Regions from separate parts of the Rattus norvegicus genome. Here region 1 is linked to region 2. Evidence: chromatin contacts called from public Hi-C data. All regions are on one chromosome and are shown on one strand. The core of a region is the stretch at or near the end of the contact, and the rest is flanking DNA. Distances in the headings are between cores, read along the strand shown.

Region 1 (3,138 bases), core at 134-2,633, 470 kb after region 2:
ACAGACAGGGAAGTGACAGATACTCCATCTCTCTGGTCTCTGACTTCTTGCTATGTTTGGGACAGCATCTGTCCCAACATATACCTGCCTGAGCCCTGAGGTGGGGACAGGAGAAAAAGTACAAGGAACTCACATTTCGGTGATGTTCTCTGGGTCAATGCTGTTAGGTTCCAACCTCGGAAATGCCACGATGCCAGGAGAAGGCTCGGTACACCAAATCCTAGTGGTGCTGCATTTGCAGGACATGGGGCAGGCAAGAGAAGCCCTCCAGAAGCCCAAGACCAGCAAGCATAAGCCCCAGAGCCGCGCCATGGCGGGTCCATGCCACCTCGGCCAGGGCGACATCCCGAGCTGCCAGTGCCAGTCAGTCAGAGTGCGTGTCCCTACGCTGAGCCAGGCGTCCCCCGCCGGAGGGGGGAGGCCTTCCCTGAGCCCTCTTGCTGCTTGGTGCTGATGGCCTCCCGCCGAGAGGAGCGTACCAGAGGCTGAGCCTGTCGGTGCTGGGGCTGAGCAGGTTGGCGCTGACCAAATGGTTCACAGTGGCTGGAACATCACGGGCCGCTGCTCCAAGCCACAAGGCGGCTGCATGGTCCTATACGCCAGGCGCCACTCGGTGGCTCTCCCTGGACTCTTTGGGTCGCAGAACCGCTAAACCGGCACGGATATCGATATCGGTGCGCACCTCAGGGCTGAGGACAAACAGACATGGATGAGACTAAGCGTAGACCCTACACACCACCAAATGGGACACAGTCCCTCCCGCGCTCTCCTCACCCTGAACCCCAGCCTGGAGAATGAAGGTCTGAATACCCAGCTCCCGCCCGGCAATCAACTTGCCCCTCAGTGGCCCCCCAGTGTGCCCGCTCTCCCTTCAAGCCTGAGGCCGAGGCGTGAGAAGTCGGGAACAGGTCTATGAGAGCAGATTCCATGGCACAGGCCAAGCCGAGGACCCTCTAAAGAGGCTGCGGCAGCGATGGGGCCCCAATGATGCTGCAGAATCCTCCCCGGCCGCTGGGCGCGGGGGGGAAAGGGGAGGTGGGCAGGTGGCGCGGCACATCCCACCTGGGGAGCAACTGCGGTAGCAGGACAGTGCCGGCCCTGGCCACAGAGGACTGTCGGCGCGGCTCCCCCGGCCTCCCGTAGCCAGCGCAGGGAGCAGAGCGCCGCAGAAGCAGCAACAGCAGCTGAAGCAGCGACTGGGCTCTAACCGGCGGCCGCCGCCGCCTCTGCTACTGCTGGCGAAGTGACGTGAGGGCTGACGCAGAGCAGGGGCAGAAACTCCAGAAAATTAGTATGAAATCCAAAAACACACACGCTCACACACACACACACACACACACACACACACACACACACACACACACACGCACGCACGCACACGCACTCGCACACAGGCATAGCATAGCACCCTCCAGACAAAAGCAAGGCGGAGGGGAGGGAATCTGGGGGCGAGCGGGGAGGAGGAGGCTTGGTGCCAGCGGCCAGGCGCAGACAGCAGCATGTGGGAGTTCACACTCGCGCGCACGCACACACCTTGGCGGGGTAGCTGTGCGGGTGTGCATGTGAGCGCGCGCGCGCGCGCGTGTGTGCCCCTTTAGACCCCGGTACCTCTGAAATGCAGCGTTGCGCTGCTGGATGCTTCCTTGGTCTCTAATTCTTACATCTCTTCCACACCTCAGTACAGGCTAGCACCCCTTTTTGAAATAGAAGCCCTATTTGGTTAGGCTCTGAAAAAAATGCTCCGATTCTTATTGTAGGAATCGTCCCTTTTCCTTTTCCTTTTCCTTTCCCTTTCCCTATCCCTCTCCCTCCCGGCCGCGTTCTCCTTTTCTACCATGCTCATAGGGCAAAGCAAGCTATTCCCAAAATATAGGGAAGACAAGCGACAGCCCTTACAAAAATAAACATATAACGCTGTGCGTTAGCCAAGGACCATTGCCCGGTTCCGGACTACCAATTTAGGGTGGATGGTTCCAAAGCTCTCGTGATGGGGTTTCTGCCAAGAGGAACCCAAGTGTAGCTCTAATGGGTCTTTCTCCTGCCGTTTGCGCCATAGGGAGAGCCCTGCGTGGGGAGGGAGTGCGCCGGCCGCGCTGTGGGTTCCCTAAATGCTTTGCACTGACCCTGGCCTGCGGAATGGATGGTTCTGCATCATCTTCTCTCATTCCTTAACCTGGCAGGATGCAGCCATTTGAGGATCACAGCTTCACTCCCCACGACATCCACCCGCACGCGGAGCACCCAAGCCCCTGTCCCCTGCCCTGTCGTACCTTGCCCGTGCTCGTGTGCGCGCGCGCATGTGCGCCAACGTGTACCCTGCACCCGCGCTGCCCGAGGCAGGACGTGCTTCCAGCTACGGAGAGGCTGGGCTCTGGCAGCGCCCTAGAGTCTCAGTGGGGACACGTGAGATGATTCCCGAGCGTCGAGTGACAAACCTTAACTGCTGTGCGGGTACAGTTAAATGATCGCTGCAGGCCATTGGCGAGCGTGGTCCGAACCTCCTCTCACCATTTGTGGCTCCGACCGCCCGCATATCCGCAGTCATTTAAAAGGGAATCTGGTAGATGCGCCGCAGTGCCTGACTCTTCCGAGGGCTCTGGTGCCCCCGCGCGGGGAGAAGAAACCCAACGTGCTCCAGTACATGGGGCCACTACCATCGCGTCTGGAACTGCGCTACCAGCGCACTGCAGCCCCAGATGCGCAACCACCGCGCTGTTTGCACGATGCTGCCCAGGCAGTGTGCCTCTCACCAGATCCCAACAGTCTTCTTGCCACGGAAGTCCTCCACGCACCACAAGACTATGCACTGGAGTCCAATTTAAGACATAAAAACTGTCACCCACCTGCCCGCAAAGGCCAGAAATGAGAAGGATGGTGTCGGTAAATGTTTGGGTCTCTACACAGCCTTAAACATCACTACGAAATAAAATCCACCTAGCAGGGTTTTCATACACATGCCACCCACGGAGGACAGAAATATAACCCTCACACACTCAAACACCTAGCTGAGGCCTGGAGCAAAAAAGCAACAGGTCACCTCACCTCCTTCCCTGAGCCCTGATACATGCTGGGGACTGGAGCACCACGTTTCCCGTATCCCCTCAGTTCTGCCTGCCACCTTTGCTGCTGTGGCAAGGC
Region 2 (2,772 bases), core at 272-2,771:
CTCTCTGTCAACAGATTAGGATAGGTTATAGCTCTCAGCTATTTCTCTAGCGTCATGCACACTGCCATGCTCCCCACCATGAAGATAATGTCCAGCCTCCGAGACTGTAAGCTGGACCCCAGTTAAATGGTTTCCTTTATAAGAGTCCCCTTGGTCACGGTGCCTCTTCACAGCAGTAGAACAGTGACTAAGACAAGTGTCATGCCTATATGTGTGTCTGTGTGCCACATGTGTGTCTGGTGCCCAAGGAGGGCAGAAGAGGGTGTCAGATTTCTTGACACAGAAGTTACAGGCAATTGTGAGCTGCCGCGTGGGTGCTAGGAATGTAACTTGGGTCCTCTGTCAGAGCAGTCAGTGGTCTTACCCTCTGAGCATCTCTCGAGCGCAGATGCCTATCATTATAAAGCTAGTAGATGCCAAAATTGGTTCATAGGTTTCTACTCTAGGACTCTACTGGTAGGGCAAATTTTGCCACTGAAATGGCTGTGATTTCTTGCTAATGCTATACACCATGAGGCTCATGGGGAGGAGGTAGAACGGGGTGGCACTCAAGAAGGAGCAAAGGGAATCTTTGGATACTCAATCTGTGGCCTTGGCCTTGAACTTATGACCTTATCACTCCAATTTAGCCATTGGTCTTAGCCCTAGGATCATGAAACTATTTTCTATCAGGGAGAACCTTCCAAGGCTAACAGAAACTGGTATAGGTAATTCTGGTCAAATTGTTTGTGGCAGGATCAGGGTTAGAATAATAGGGGGATGCTTACTTCCATAGTTTGATCTTTTTGTTCATGCTTCTGTGTGGTGGCTTCTGGTGGGTGGACTTCTCTTCCCCATCAGCACCAAGCCCTGTGGGTTTAACTTGTGCTGCCCTACTGTGTGCCGGCCTACTGCGTGCCAGTCTACAAACCAGGATGGTGTTAGCATTTTCTGTATTCAGTTCATTCAAGTCAGGCTCACTGTTGCTCACACTGCCCTCTGAAATCTGGGCCCTAAGAAGTCAGAATCCAATCCTACTTACTGACTGATTCCCAAGGCCTTAGGGGGAAAAAAGCCAGACAATAGATAAGAGCCAGACAGACCAGTTTTGAGTGGGGTGTGAGGAGAAAGCCCCAGGTATTCCTTTCTGACCCTGCTCCATCTCTCTGCTTCTCTGCCTGCCTCCCCACCTCCCCACTTTTCTGCATCCCTACCTGCCACTCTCGCCCTTTACTCTGCTGCTCCAGCTCCAAGCTGAACCTCGGGTCCCCGCATCAAGTCTATGGCACTAGATATTCTCCAAGAGACAAGGTGGGAGCTTGGGTTTCACATCCGGCCTGTTCCATCAATGCTAAAACTAAATCACACTGCAGTGGTTCGATTGCCCTCTGCGGCTCCGAGTCAGTGTTCTGGGTGGGGTCAGGGTCCCTGTGAACAAAAATCCTGTTCATCTGGATAAAATATTTGGTGGGGCTAGGCGCTAGCAAGGACCGAGAAACACTAAATGGAATGTTGCTTCTCACGTGACCAGAGGGCCCTTCTGCTTTCAGTGTGGAGCACATGCGTCATCTCCTTGTCTCTGAGTAGCTTTTCCTTTGCTACCCATGAGGCCAGACTGGCCAGACTTTGTGGAGTTTCTTAAGAGAATTATGTGTGAGTGTGTGTATGCATGTGCCTGTGTGTGTGTGTGTGTGTGCGTGTGCCCACAGAGGCTAGAAGAACACGTTGGATCCCCTGGAGCTTAAGTTACAAGAGGTTGTGAGCTGTCCCGTGTGCGTGCTGGGGACAGAATTCTGGTTGTCTTCAAGAACAGCAGGTGCTTCTAACTGCTGAGCCGTCTCTCCAGGCCCAGGAATGGCTAGCCTTATTGTTAAATCAGAAAGTTGTTATTGAAAGACGGTGGGAATTCATAAAACTACAGATGAGTATACAGTTAAGCACCATGCAAACGAGGCCGTGTGGTTCTCTCCTCCTGCGGGGAGGCTTCGTTACAGCTCAGAACTGTGCCTTCTAAACCTGATCCCTTCTCTGACTTCTATTACCATAGATTTCTTTTGCCCTTTAAAAACTTTACCCAAGTCTCTAGGAGACTAGGAGCTTCCTCTTCCACTGAGGCCTGACAAGGCAGCCCAGCTAGAACATGTCCCACATACAGGCAACAGCATTTGGGCTAGCCCTGCCCTTCTAGTTGTTGGGGACTAGCCTCACAGAGACTTAAGTGCCAGCAATGGGGGATACCCAAGGGCTTAGAGGAGAAGGGGAAGGGGGAGGGGGATGGAGAGGGATTGTGGGAGGGGTGATCCGGAGCCGGGCAGTGAGCGGGATGTGAAGTGAAAAAGTAAAAAAATAGAACTAAATTTAAATAAGGCTTTACACCAATGTCATGATAGAGGAGTTATGGGTATAGCTTGTCTATGTTATAGAGTATATCCTGTCGTTACCATCATCTAATATGAGCCGTCATTTTATTCTTCCCATTTATCTATGTACATCTGGGTGGTCGTTCTCTGTTTTATAATATTCCGATTTACCAATGCGGGCTAAGTTTTTTGTTCGTTATGTTGGTGCCAGACCAAATGGTCGTTGCCAGGTTTTGTCTGCTGATAACGGTGCCATCGAGAGCACTTGTACAGGCGATTTGGGACTGCACACATGTGTGCGTTTCTATGGTGTGTGCACGGAGGTTGGAACTAGGGGCTCATGGAGGAGCAACACGTTCAGCCTCCCTAGATGCCACTTAGTGGCTTTTCAATGTCACTGTGTAAATTTAGATCTCCAGAGCCATATACTCTC

What was found. Hi-C and Micro-C count contacts between places; a contact is called where the count stands out from the background.
Region 1: a Hi-C map of Schwann cells shows a contact between it and region 2, with 5 times the contacts expected there. The contact joins the promoter of Ntrk2 here to the enhancer-like site in region 2. A contact is called at or near these places in 2 of 12 Hi-C or Micro-C datasets (the A7r5 cell line and Schwann cells) and 1 of 1 datasets of contacts at active chromatin or transcription factors (oligodendrocytes).

What each region holds. Positions count from the first base shown.
Region 1 is chr17:5,873,245-5,876,382 of GRCr8, forward strand. Ntrk2 (neurotrophic receptor tyrosine kinase 2) reads right to left here and starts at 1,384. Exons shown (of 18, transcript NM_012731.3): 1 at 1,063-1,384; 2 at 134-689. The coding sequence starts at 345.
Region 2 is chr17:5,406,645-5,409,416 of GRCr8, forward strand. No RefSeq gene overlaps it. Among named protein-coding and RNA genes, the nearest start is that of Agtpbp1, 270 kb to the left of the region's middle. Within about 2 kb of position 1,522, at least 1 of the 93 cell types and tissues checked has an H3K27ac peak or open chromatin away from gene starts, as enhancers often do. A contact at or near this core is called in Schwann cells, where this site is marked.